Linked DNA regions of Mus musculus: region 1 is linked to region 2. A link is a contact called in public ChIA-PET data. All regions are on one chromosome and are shown on one strand. Each heading gives the region's core, a stretch centred on a gene start, on an enhancer-like site or on the middle of the called end of the contact. The rest is flanking DNA. Distances are from core to core; before and after follow the strand shown. Region 1 has its middle 13 kb from the start of Tmem156. Region 2 has its middle 39 kb from the start of Gm26761.

What was found. ChIA-PET counts read pairs in DNA pulled down with a chosen protein or histone mark.
Region 1: an RNA polymerase II ChIA-PET map of memory CD8 T cells shows a contact between it and region 2, with 10 read pairs. The contact joins two enhancer-like sites. A contact is called at or near these places in 1 of 115 datasets of contacts at active chromatin or transcription factors (memory CD8 T cells) and 1 of 9 other capture datasets (adipose tissue).

Annotation. Positions count from the first base shown.
Region 1 is chr5:65,101,371-65,108,069 of GRCm38.p6, forward strand. It overlaps a transcript of Klhl5 not described here. Among named protein-coding and RNA genes, the nearest start is that of Tmem156, 13 kb to the left of the region's middle. Within about 2 kb of position 1,506, at least 106 of the 459 cell types and tissues checked have an H3K27ac peak or open chromatin away from gene starts, as enhancers often do. A contact at or near this core is called in memory CD8 T cells, where this site is marked.
Region 2 is chr5:64,656,578-64,664,045 of GRCm38.p6, forward strand. No RefSeq gene overlaps it. Among named protein-coding and RNA genes, the nearest start is that of Gm26761, 39 kb to the right of the region's middle. Within about 2 kb of position 5,659, at least 49 of the 459 cell types and tissues checked have an H3K27ac peak or open chromatin away from gene starts, as enhancers often do. A contact at or near this core is called in memory CD8 T cells, where this site is marked.

The sequences.
Region 1 (6,699 bases), core at 256-2,755, 440 kb after region 2:
GGATGCTAAGAGAGCCTTGTTATGGTCCCATTGCCATGCCACGTGGGACAAGGCTTAAACCACAGGGACAGAAAATAGATAAGTGGTTGCCACAGGCTAGAGATAGACAACATAGAGACAGACACGAGGGAATTGTTAGAGCACAGAGATGTTCCATGACTACGTTGGGTTTTGTGGCAACTGTATATTAGTTAAAATTCTGGAGCTATATACTAGAAAGAGTAGCTTTGTACTATATGTAAATTATTACAACATTCTCCCTCCACAGTCTTTCCCTTCCTTAGTGCAGTCTCTTTGCTATTTTAGAAATGGAGGTTATTGAGAAAGGAGCTATAATGTTGTTCCCAACGCTGGCATATATCCCCCGGGCAGCTCAAACAGCACTGACCAGAAACTCAGAACCTCAGAGGAGGCTACCAGGAGACAACCGACATGTTTCATCACATCCCGTGGTTGCAGCAAGGTTGTGGCAAAGCACAAGGGCACACTGGATATCCCCCTTCCGTGGTGGGGTGAGGCAGCTGGCCAGCCTTAGAAGTATAAGCAGCTCTTAGAACCAGCTCCTTAGAGAACCAGGAAAGGTACTGGGCCTGTCTCAGGTCACAGGTGAGCGTCACCCCATCTATTTCTTCCTCAGAGGGGGAAATCTGGTTTGATCTGCCAGCACTGGACTGAGGATGCTCAGAACTGGGCAGCCACCCCAGGCCTGCTTATTTAAGCTTCCTCAGAGGGAAGCTTATATCCAGTCCACATACTACCAGCTACTTTGCAGCCACTGCCACCCCCACCCAAGTCACCTATGGCTGGAAGGAAGGACTTGTTTTAACTAACAAACCCTGCAGTACTAAGATAAGCAGCCTGTGCAGGAATGAACCTGTTGAAACTGCTTTCTTGCCTTCTCAGCTAGCGCCCTCAGAAGGGACAACCGGCCTGTAATGAGTTCCCTGGGTCTCTGAGGTATTCCAGCCTCTGGCCACAAAGCTTTGGGTAACTCCTTTGATATGGAAGTGCCTTATCTTAGATATGTGCATATAGAAGTGGAAATACATGATCAAGACATCCTTCACAACACTAGAGCAACATAGCAACCTTCGATTGTTTGATAACATAAAACATTAATGGCTCAGTCTGAAAAGATGAGATTCCCATAGATGCAGGCTGAGACTTCAAAGCATCCAAAACAAAAGCTTGACTGCAGCAAGTGAGGCTTTCTGTATCTTATTAACAGCATTTCTTGACTTCCTTGGGGTTGGCCCAGAGTATGAGAGGCCTTTGTTCCCTCTCTCCCCGGTATCGTGTAGATTGGTATCTGACTGCACTGTGCCATCTTCCTGATGTCTTTGTAGCTCAGGTCAGCTGCTTATTAAACAGCCAGAATCTTTCCCCAAGTGCTCTGTGCCAAGAATAGACACTGAACACAGAAGCAAGTGTGAAGGCAGAGGGTGCGTGTGTGCTTAAAAGTTGAACAAGACTGGGGGGGGGGGTGAAAGAGGAAGCGTGAAAACCAACGAGCAGTGTGGGGTTTGTGTGGCTCTGATTCATTGTTCACTCTCTTTTCCATAACGAGCAGTGTGGTGTCTCCCGGGCTGTGGATCACCCCATATGATCGACAGGTGCTGATGGATACATCCGAGGCAGGCCGACCATTGGCACTCACAGCAGCAAATCTGTAAACATTCATACAAAGTGTGGCTATGAGCTTGCTCTCAGAGAACATGAGAGCAGAAACCAAAGTGGGTTGTTCTTTTCCGTTATTAAACAGCCATCAGGAAATGATATATCAAACACAGAGCTGGAACAGTCTTTAAATTACGAAACGACTAATCAGTAGGCACGCAACAGTTATTTATTTTTTTTAGCAGTGTATAACAAGCATATTGAGATGTTAGGCTGCTTATCATAATACAGGAAAACAAACACAAGCACTTCCTGTTCATCTCCTCATTCTTGTAAGATGATGGAATAATTAAAGTCTTCTAAAATTTCATGAAACTTGTGGTATAATACTGTAAAATAGAAGAAAGTTTCTGTTTGTATGTGTTGCAATGCTCAGGGTGGGGCTATTCTATTCAACAGAGTGGCTATTTTATTTCTCAATGGTTTATAGGACAAGGGTATTTTTCATTCATTCATTTATAAAATATTTATGAATTCCTGTAGCAGACATTCTCCACCAGTCAGAGAGCCAGGCAAGTAAACCCATATTCATAGCCAGAACATACCACAACAGAGAGAAAGGTGCCCTGGGCACTATGGGTGGGAGATGTAGGAAGAACACAGCAAGCTTTGAGAGGCCCAGATTCAGCAAATATCAGAAAAGTGTGTGTGTGTGTGTGTGTGTGTGTGTGTGTGTGTGTGTGCAGATTCAAAGGCCTGACTGTGGGAAAAAATAATGGGGTATAGACAAAGCAAACGGTTCAGAATGGGCACAGTGCTAGAGTGGCAAGCAGCAGCTTGTTAGACCACGAGGGGTCTTAAGCCATGCTGTGGTGAAACATAAAAACAGCAGTCAACAGGGTCGGGTAGCCCCACCTCCAAGTCAGAAAGTGTGGTCTCGAAGAAGGGATCTACTTACAGATGGCCAATGGAAATAGGTGTGTAAAAGAATGCATACTGCTTCCCATGTCTGTGTGGAGCAGCTGTGAGGTAAATGTTCTGTAAGGGTCTGAAGGAGAGGAAAGTACCTTCCTTCCACATGTAAAGAATGAGTCTTCCCAGGAGACAGAGCTCATGCTCACGGGCCTGAGGTCAAATCATGATGCTCTATGAGTTGACAGGAAACTATGCCCTATCTGCTGGCCACATGGTCTAGAGAACAAAGGGGCCTTAGCTTTCCCTGTGCCGGGGGCAGGCTCCATGACTCTCACACGAAAGGCAGGACCATGCTCTTACCACATTGCCTCAGTTACTTTTCTGTTGCTGTGATGAGACACCATGAACAAAGCAACTTAAAGAAGGGAGAGTTTATTTCGTCTTACACTACAGAGAGAGAGTCCATAATGACAGGGCAAGCATGGTGGCAGGCACCTTCAAAAGCTGGCAGAGAGCAAAAGTGATGTGGGGGTGAGGCTTTAAGTTCTCAAAGGCTGTCCCAAGCGACATACTTCCTCCAGCAAGGCTGACCTGGAACTCCATAGGCAGACTGTGCTGGCCTCAATCTCAGAGAGTCACCCATCTCTGTCTTCCAAGCTCTGGGGTCACAGGTGTGTGCCATCACACTCAGCTCTTTTAATTAATTAACTAATTACTTATTTGTGTGGCTATGTGTGCCATAGTGCACCTATGGATGCAGTCGGAGAGCAGTCTGAAGTAGTCAGTCCCCTTTACCATGGCCTCTGAAGAACCTACGTGGACCATGAGGCCTTCATGCAAAGGAAGGCCTTCTACTTCCTTGAGCCAGCTTGCTGGGCCAGTTCTTCCTCCCAAGTTTGAGACCTTGGTAGAATGTGTGTCTTAGCATTTCTGTATCTTCATGGAACTGCTTTGACTAGGAAAAAAAACCTGTCCATCTCTGAGATTGCTTTTGAGGTTTTCATTTGGAGTCATTTTTTTTTTGAGCATCAACAATTAACCTCAATTTTATAATTATTATCGACTAAAATGTTTTGAGCACTTACAAAGGACACTGCATTAACATTGTCTCAGTTATCAGCAATAAGATTCTAAGTTCAACTATTCCACTTCTAGTCGTTCTTATATGGTTTTATTTCAGGGACAAATATCTGGGCTTTTATTGATCTATCGCTGCTTTCTGATTCTGTGGAATGACATTGTTTTCACTGTTCTTTCCATCTCATAACCACTGCACTTCAGTTTTGCAGTTTTAACTCCATATTGTTCTTCAGGGTTACTATGAGAAAAACTAGAAAAGTATGACAACCAAGTCAGATACTACAATATTTGTTTTTTTTGAGACAGGGTTTCTCTGTATAGCCCTGGCTGTGCTGGAACTCACTCTGTAGACCAGGCTAGCCTGGAACTCAGAAATCCACCTGCCTCTGCCTCCCCAATGCTGGGATTAAAGGCATGCGCCACCACGCCTGGCCCAGATACTACAATCTTATTACCTAGGCAGGTCATAAGTCTCCGATAGTTATAAAAAGGGATATAAGCTATTTCTCCAGTGTGGACTCATTCTTCTACTAAAAACATAGTTGTTACGCACCTTCTCTGTGATGAACATGGTAAACAACAGACAGAGAGATGTAGCAGCGTTCTAAATAAGCAACGTTCTAGCTCACAGGACTTACATTCAAATGAGCTTAGGGAACCAGAGATGGAAGGCACTGAGTGCTTAGTGCTGAAAAGTGAGGTACTGAACAAGGACTGAAGACATCCATAGGTGACAAGGAAGAAGGAGCCAGCCAGCTGTGTGAAGGGCTAACAGCATGCCACATAAGGGACCCTTGGTGTGTGGACACACAGAGAATGTGTTGGGGACAGCTAAAAGAGCAAGTGAGAGTAGCCCAGCCAGGCTAGTGTTAGTGATCATGACTGCAAAGGATGTGTGGATGGCTTTTGCTGGAGTGATGGAACTAATAATTAGAAAATCAGAATCAAGCCGGGCGTGGTGGCGCACGCCTTTAATCCCAGCACTTGGGAGGCAGAGGCAGGCAGATTTCTGAGTTCGAGCCCAGCCTGGTCTACAAAGTGAGTTCCAGGACAGCCAGGGCTATGTAGAGAAACCCTGTCTCGGAAAACCAAAAAAAAAAAAAAAAAAAAAAAGAAAAAATGAAAATCAGAATCAGCTAGAAAGTCTAGTGAGAAAGACTCCAGCATAGAACAAGTAGCACGGGAGAAGAAGTGGGATGTGAGGGTGCCTGTCCTAAATTGGGGTCCGCTTTCTTTGTTGTATCCGATTCACTGTTAAAGTACACAAACACTGAGGCTGAAAACAAGAATCAACCCTCAGAGTAGTTCCAAATTCCACAAACGCAGGCTGTGGGTTTATATACATTGCGTTCTATAATTAAAGACAATGGGGTTTCGTGTGTAGGTGTCACTGCATGTGGAGTGCCTGTTCCACTGCCCCTGATAAAAGCTATCTTGTGCTTTGCGATCCTAGACAGCGCCATAGGTTTGTATGTATCTTGATGTATCTATCTCCCGATTGTAACAGCCTTAAGTGATTCTATCTCTTTCTCTTGGAATTGTCCGTGCTTCAGAGTGTTGCATTGTTGCTTTTTCCGAAACATTTCCTCAGTTCACAAACATCCTTAAACAGATCTCCCAACTAAGCCAAGCTTAACCACAATTAGGTTATATTATTCCACTATTAGTCTTTAGGACAACTACTTCCCACTGGGTTTTTATTATGAAGACATATTGAAGACCTCCTTGGTGGGCAAATGATATTTTGGGGCAATAGCCACAGTTCACCACCACGGAAGAGGGACAGCCATGTAAAAATCGCAAGCACCAAGTGTACACACAAACACACACACACACACACACACACTGAATACATGAATTACTTTAAGAACCAAGTTCAGCTAGGCCCCTCACCCACATATGACTGACTCACGGAAGAAAGCACTGGAGACCCTCCTTCCTTCCTTCTACCTAGGGGTCATAGATGTTTCTTACTATCGATGAGGTAACAAAGTGTCACAGTTTGGTGCTTGACCCACAGGTATTGGATAGATGACTGGTTTTCTCAGCAGTGAGTATAGAGCAGTTACATGTTGTATACAGGAGTAAATTATATCCCAGCATGGTAAAACAACCACAGGGTCTGCACACCATAACTTCTACGGCACAAACCCACTACTCAGCACACTTATCAGACTTCTGCAAGAAGAAAGGTTTCAGGCGCTGGCCAAGGTTGACTTTTGCTGATTTCCCCCGTAAGCTGAGACATAGAAGCCATCTCCCTCTGGTCGCCTTCCGGTCCTGCAGAGGGAACTCTCCCTCACTTCCCATCCCCAAGAATTCCCCTGCTCCCAGTTTCTAGGGGTTGGCCCATTCTGAGCTCCATAGAGTACGCTCTGCCTGCCCCCCGCCCCCTCGCCGGAGCCCCGCCCAGTATGAGGATGTCCCCGGTGCCCCGGCTCTCCCAGCCGGGACCTGTCCCCTTCTGGAGAACGGAATTCTCGGTCTTTGGACCCAGCTGCGAGGGGGCGGAGCTTAGCACCCTGGGCGGAGCGGGCGGGACTCGGTGGTGGGCGGGGTCTGCTGTCGTGGGGCGGGGCGGCCGCGCCGGGACTAACCGGCGAGCGTGTGCCCGACCCCCACTCACTCCCGCGCGCGTGCCCGCCCGCCCCCTCAGGGGCTGCGGGACAAGTTTGACTCCTGGCCTGGCGTCGCCTGACGGAGAGGAGTGGCTCGGCCCGGGAGGGCCGCTGCGCGGGGCGACGCTGTGGGGAAGGGGCTGGGGGCGCGCGCGGGGCCGAGCATCCCTCCGCTGGGCGCGCCCACCCGCGCCCCGCGCAGCCTCCCCGCCCGCCGCCCCGCGCCACGGTGACCCCGGGCCTCCCTCCTGACCCCCCGCGGTAAGTGCGACTTCCTCCTCGGCGCGGTGGGCTAAGGCCAGCTCCCAACATACATGCGACCCTTCCGGGTCCGAGGACTCGCTGGCCAGGGTGACTTGCCCACCTTAGGAGCCGGCCCGGGCTGGGGGCTTTTGAGCTGCAACCGGGACTCGAACCCGGTTTCCCCCTCACCCCCACCCCCTTCCCCGGAACGCGGCCCTGCCGCCCT
Region 2 (7,468 bases), core at 4,409-6,908:
TGTCCACATTTCCTCATTTCTTTGGGGGTGTAATCTAGAAGCCACCGATTTGGGTTCAGGGTAGCTTCGGTGGCCATCAGTCATCCAGCACCATCGCTCCCCAAACTAAGCTCACCAAGAGCTGAGAGCAAGGGGTGGTAACTCAGAGATCCCTTATCACTCACCATTCATTTCTAGGAATAATGTGGCATGTAGTTTCCCTGTCCGCTGTTATAAAGTAGTATTTTGGTTCCCTAAACCCCAGCCAGAAAGACCTTTAGGAGATTTAAACATGAGCCTATGTGAAGAAAAGAGGAGCAAGCCTGGGGGCCTGGCCTGCTGTGTGTTGTGCCCTGACACTACCAATGCTCTTTCCACTGAAGCCTACGCACACCGAGTCTACGGCTCGATGGTAGTTATTGACCTTGTTTTAACACTCAAACTCAAGGCCATACAGCTGGGTGCATGGTGTTTCAGCCTCACCTTTTAATGGGCACATAGTGCCTTATTCCAATAAGGACTGTGTTTCCCAGCCTCCTTGTACGGGTGATGATGGGAAATACCATGGGTCGCTTCCTAGCACTCCTCTCTCTTTCTCTTTCTCTCTTCCATCCCCTACCCCCAAGTACTGAATTGAGCCCAGAGCCTTGACCCTTTTAAGGTTTGATTGTGTGATCAAATCTTTCCAAGTTGCCCAGGCTGCCCTTGATTTTACAGTCTTCCCATTTAAGCTTTCCAAGTGCCAGGATTACAGACAGGCACCCACTACCACACTCTGCTAGAATTGCCTTAAAGAAAGCACCCCTCTTGCCAACGGTACCCATCTCCTTCCATGCTGCTGCCTGCCACACTGATAAAGTAAGGACCAGGCTGGACCTCACAGTTGAAAGGGTCATCTTAGGGAGTGTACACTAATAACAAGGTTGTTCTAGCTTCTATACTGTGTTGTCTTAGGTCACCTCTCAGACTGTGAAAAAAAAATCTATTTTGTTCCTTGGAGTTACTTTTATATAGATATAAGCTAGCTTCTTTTTAGTTACGTGTTTCTTGTTTACCGATGACAAAACATCAGACAGGAACAGCTTAGAGCAATAGTTCTCAACCTGTGGGTCGTGACCCCTTGGGAGGTTCAAATGACCCTTTCACAGATGGGGTCACTACAACATGAGGCACTGTATTCAAAGGTCACATTTGGTAGGTTGAGAACCACTGACTTAGAGGAAGGCTCAACAGTTGGTTCATCACAACAGGGAGGGTTACATGGTGGCAGGCACCAGGTGCATCTTTAGTCACATCATGGTGGGTCAGAAAGCCGAGGCTGCAGGCCATCCTCAAAGGCTAGTGAAACCTGAAGGCCACTGCCAATCATCTCCTTCACCAATGTCACTCCACGTCCTGCAGATTCTACAGCCTCCCAAAACAGCATCAACAACTGGGGTCGAGTGTTCAACACATGAACCTTCAAACCATAATGGATGAGCTAGCATTGTGACCTGCTGTTACCCAGTTCCAAACCACTGCTCTTCTCTACTACAGAGTTACAAGATCAAATGCTATCATCAGAAACAGTGTGAGAGGTTTGCGACCTCATCTTCAAGACCCAAGACCAGTTCTTGACACTTGACTCTACAGAGCAATCACTTCCTGACAGAAGAACCCCCTCTGTAGAAAGCTCTTATAAACAAAGTTTGTGTGGCAATCCTGGGTATCCAAGAAAATCTATGATGCCCATATCACACAAATGGTTCCTGTAACACAAAAGCACATGAAGGCTCAGCCTTTTATTTTTCTGATGCAGTTGAATGCAAGCAGAGTGTGACTAGAGAAAGCTTGAAGTATGTTGCAGCTGGGTTAATATTTGGTGACTGCCAGCTGTTACCACTTGAATGTGAACCTCAAATGGTCACATATTTAAAACCTTATCTGAATGTCAATGTCATTTAGACACCTTTGGGAGGCAATCGGGATTAGATGAAGTCACGGGGGTGGTACCCATGATGGTATTAGTGGCTTTATTAGGCAATGAAGAGAGACAAAAGCTAGCACTCTGGTGTCCCACCAAGAGATGCCCTCTACCACCAGATGCCACCACCAAACTCCAGCACCTCCTGGCCTTCAAAACCATGAGCTGTTTAGCCCCTATTTATACATTACCCAAGCTGTGGCCTTGAGTTAGAGAAACAGAAAACTCAGACACCCATCCTATGTCCCCTTCCCTCCTTCCCTGGGCTTCTGCCCCCTGCCTCCCAATTCTGGCATGCTGTCCTCTTCCAACTCTCGTACCCTCTGCCCAAATAGAAACGTCTCTGGCATCTGACATCAATCAATGTCTCTGTCATTTCAGCCTCCTGCTCCTGTACTTTCTTCTAGCCCAGGAGTGCCAGAGAAGGCTGTCTGACTCTTAGGAGCTACATAGCACAGTGACACCAATTTTCATCCCATCTGGAAGTATGTTAGTAAAACCTAGTCTATGCCATGTAAGCAGTAATAGTTACTAGCTATATAGTCATGGTCAGGTCTGCAATCCTGAAAGTAGGAATAGTCACAGATCTCACAGCACTGTTGGTTGAGTAAAGGAAGATGATACATGCAAATGGATCCCCCCATAACCGAGACTCCGTAGATGATCGACTCTCTGCGTTTCATTGCTTCTCTACCTCCTTCTGTTTTTTCTCTTCTGAGAAAAGTGAAGCACATCTCCAAATCCCAAGAAATACTTTGTCTTGCTCCAACATTCTCAGCACTGTAGCTTGTTGACCATACCTTATGTCCTGCAACGGGTTTATTATAGTTCAGTTTGTCAACACATTCATCATTTGTAGGCCTAAAGGGATGGGGAAGTGGGCGCTTACACAGGACTGTAACCATAGCTCCAGGAGAGGCCACCTGACACGAGCTGTGGATTTTCACAGAGAACAAAGCCACAGATCACTTTCGAGTCAGCGGAGGCTGATAGGGGAATAATTACACCTGCTTTCTCTCTTCCTCCCCCCTGATCTCAGCTGATGTTTTCCATTAGCTGCTCACAAGTGAGGCTGGAGGAGGCCAAGAGGAACCCACTTCACCCGTCTCTACAACCACTCTCCCAGGACATAGAAAAGAATGGTGGGGAATGAATCTGATCAGACAAAAGGAAGGTATTACTGTTGCCAAATAAAGGTGACAATAATAAATAATAATAATAATATAATAACAATACCACAACAACAATGAGACATAAGTAGGCAAGGACAGTGATCTGATGGGAAAGGACAATATCGTGTTTCCTATATTGCTGTCTCCTCATTGCCCTTCCATGGACAGGGACACTTCCGCTTTGTGGGCTCTCTCTTCTATGTCTGCTAAGAACCATCACTCACTCACTTGGCTGGTGGCTACATCTGGAACTCTTGCAGAAACCTAAGTTCCAACAGAGACTGGTGGAGGACAAGTCTTACAGAAGTGACTGGAACTTACTGAGACAGCATCATGCAGAGAGTCTCCAGACCCAAAGGCCAGGGATGGCTCTCCCTTTGGTCTGATGCCACAGTATCTCCTGCCTGCGTGGCTGCCTGGTACCACACAGGATAAGAATTTTCTGCATAAGGCAAAAAATAAAATAAGTTGTAGAAACCTTGGCCACCTACCCCTATGACCAGAGCTTTCAGATAGGTAGACTCTCTTGGGCTTTATAGTACAACTCGCATACCACTCAATCCCCTGAACTACTTTGCTTCTTGATGCCTCCTAACAGTCTGAACCCCTACCACATAGGGTGTAACACACTCTCCCATATACTATACCTAACCCTTTATTTCTGTAAATTCTTAAGATCCTATCTTCTACAAGCCTGGTTTACTTGATGTGTGTCCCTTTGCTTAGTGATGTCCCTACCCATCTTTTCTGGTATGCACCATATGAAGAGGAACACACTGCTAGCCCTGGCTCTACCATGAGCTAGTAATCAATATATTTATAATTGTTTGCCTCAGTCTTCTCATCTATAAAATGGGGGGGGCATACCACAGGTCTATTTGAAGAGTCTGTAGGTGGATATACATAGGTCACTGGAGTGAATGTTCTGTAAATGTTAACCATCATCATCACTGGTATCTAGGCTTTCCAAATAGTCCAACAAAGCAGTCCCAAATAAAACCCCTGGGAATTCAGATCACAGGAGCCGTTAAATAGGCACAGAGTGCCTTCTAGCCTCCATATGACAGTCTTCCAAGTTGGAAACAATTAATATGTGAAGCAGGAGAATTCTAAGTTCAAGGCCAGCCTAGGACACATAGTGAGACCCTGATTCAAAACAAATAATACCAAAGGAAAAACTTGGTCATCTAATCCTGCCACTTCCCTGGATGTTTCTATCTTCAATTATCATCCTGACCTAGCTGACTTCTACCAATGATTAGTCAGTTATAGGCCAACTCCATGTAGGTATTTGAGGTTTCATTCTCTAGCTTAAACAATGGCTGCTCTTCTGACCAGTAGCACTAATATGGAAAATATACCTGTCATTAATTGTAAAAATGCTTGCTGACATTTACTGCAGTCTTCCCAAGTCCAGTTTGTATCAGGTTTACTTTTTTATTAATAACTGTCAAAGGACATCACTTTTTCGTAGGCATGTTATTATTGTCAACAAATATGTCAGCAGTCATACTCTCTTGGGCCCAAATCAATCAACATCAGACGGCTTAAGGACGTATTCTCCATCTAACTTCGAGTGCTGCATTGTTAACGCAATGCTGAAAGACAACCTCTTTCTGAGGTGCAAAAAAGATGCTTAGACTAGAACTCAACTGGTTAAAAATTACATCATATTGCAATCACATTGGAAGTAATGAGTAGAAAGAAGAGACTTAGATAGGAAAGCCTTTGTTAAAACGTATCCTGTCTCATGTCATCTAACCCTGAGGAAACAATATAAAATTAAATAAACACATATCCTCCACCAGCTAATGAAGTTTTATCCTCTCAGGCTTCAGATAAACAGATCGCTGTTCATAAATTTTGCACCTTAGAATCTTCCAGCTCCAGGGCTGGAGACCCAGCTTAGCTGGTCGAGAGCTTGTCCATTTTGCATGGAATTCTTGGTTGATAGATAGCACCATAAGTTGGATGTGGTGGTCATGTAATCCCAATCACTCCAAAGGTGAAGACAAGAGAAGAGAAGTTCGGGGTCCTCCTCTGCTACATCTAAGGCCAGCTTGTAATAGATGATAGATAGATGTAATAGTCTCGAAAGAAAACAAAACAAAACAAAACAAAACAAAACTCTATTTTACTACCACCGCTTTTTCTATTGTTGGAAATACTTTTAAACCCTGCAAGAGTTAATTGTGTGACATGCTTCTCAGCAGGGAGCCACCCAAGTAAAAATCCAAGGTGATGGCTTCACAAGGAGACACAGGAACCATGCCCAATTGATTTCCTGGCTGGGAGCAAAGCTCTGCTACCTTTTGTCTCCAGGAACTGTCAGCATCACCAGGTTAAAAATGCATGCTCCCAACTCCGCCCCGTGCCTGAAGATCTCACATTTAGTCAGTTTCCCTTTGTTCTCAAGACCATATCTCCTTTCTGTACTTTTTTTTTCTCATTTGACTCAAATCAGGAAGGATTCAGGTCGTACCTACAACTTCCCCCCATCGATTCAGATAACAAGGAGGGTGTGGGAGTGAGAAGAAATTGAAAGTAGGGAGTGGAAAGTTGGAGCTTTCTGGTGGGGTCACCTCACCAGTCCCTTGGGGAGACGATCACAGTTTGAGTTGCTCGTTAGTAATTTTATTTCTAGGAAGCCTCTGTCTGTAAGTATTTCCTCCATAGTCCCCAGATTCCAAGGTCTTTGTTTGCTGGATAACCTTCCCACCCCTGTGCCTTTGCAGTTCTTACATATAAAACTAAATGATTCCAAGACAGTTTCTATAATTACTTTTAAAAAAGAAAAAAAATCAATAGCTCTCAGAAAACATATTGGCTTGATCTTCTAACCAGACTAGAGATGAAAGACAGGGTAGTTTCAGTTCTCTTGCTAAGATCAAGGCTTGAGGTGTCAAAAGCTCTAGCACTGTGGCTCCCTCCGACAGCTTGTAGCTCTGTGGACCACCTCTGCTTTCATGCAAATGTAACCCGGCCTCATTAGGAAGTATTAGTTCCCGTTTCAGCCTCAAGCATCAAAGCCATTTGTCATAATTGCTATAATTAGACCAGGCTGAAACACACCAATCGAACAGGCTGTTGCTTCGTGGGTGTGGTTGCAAGGGTATCCACGACCTGAAATTCCCACTGTGAGGTACTTTCCTCGAGTTAAGGTGTTGTTTTTCTTTAAATATATGAATATATATGAACATATGTCAGAAAGCATCTCATTCCACTGCTCATTTGCTGGCTCCTCTTGATGTATTTTAATTACTGGAGAAAGAAAGATATTTGAAGCTTCTGTGTCCAAGTCAGGTATGGCTAACTATGGTAGCTGATGGTAAGTTGATTCCTGGGATGCATTTGGTAGAAGAAGAGAACTAACTCCCACAAATTGTCCTTTGCCAAATCCAGGTTCCATATCTTCATTCAAGGCCTTGGCTATCTGCTGATTCCCTCCGCAGCCCTTCTTCCTATCATGGGTGTATGTTCTCTGAGATTATATACTGGATTCATTCTTCAAAACTATCAACTCTCCAGTTCCTTTACAAGTCTATAGAAGTCCCATTTCTTCCCCCTCTGCCCATCTTTTACTATTTTTCTAATCATCCAATAAGGAAAGATGGATTCACCCAGTGGTTCTCAATGGGATGATACCCATCTATGGACATACAACAACATCTAGAAACAAAAGACTGGTATTTTAACACACACACAAATACACACATTTGTCACTTATAAATTTATATTTAACTAACATAAAATATTTAACTTCTATTGCTCAATTTATAAACCATGGAAGGTGATTGCTAAAGGTCTAGTTAGGGAACACATGGTGGCAGGGGAGCACACAGAAGCCTGGGGCACAATGAGGCAGCTAAGAGAGAGACTGTATCTAGAGAAAAGCAGGGCTGAGTTAGATCTCTCTTGCACTGAGGAAGCCTTTCCTTTAGAGCTGCAACACTTGCCTCGGGGAAACCTTTTGTCTCAGACCTATATAACTCGGACAGTGACTTGAATCTGATCAAAGTTATATCAGAGCTCCTTCCAAGACACACATGAGACTGGGTGACATCAGAATCCCACTCCCAAACAACCCACTCTGTCAGCCCAACAGGAGATGTGCCATTGGGTGGGCTGTGCTAGATACCATGTAATTGTTAAGCCCTGGCTGTCATTGTTTGCAGAGACATATTTGACTTGAACACAGGGATCCTAAGTCCTAGACTGACTCCTAAAGCATGACACAAAGAGGCATCGTTCAAAAGGTTCAAAAGAGCAACCAGTTAAAAGGTTGGCAATTCACCAAGCTGCCAACAAGGGAGCCTGCATGGGACAGACCTGGGCCCTCTGCAAGTATGTTGTA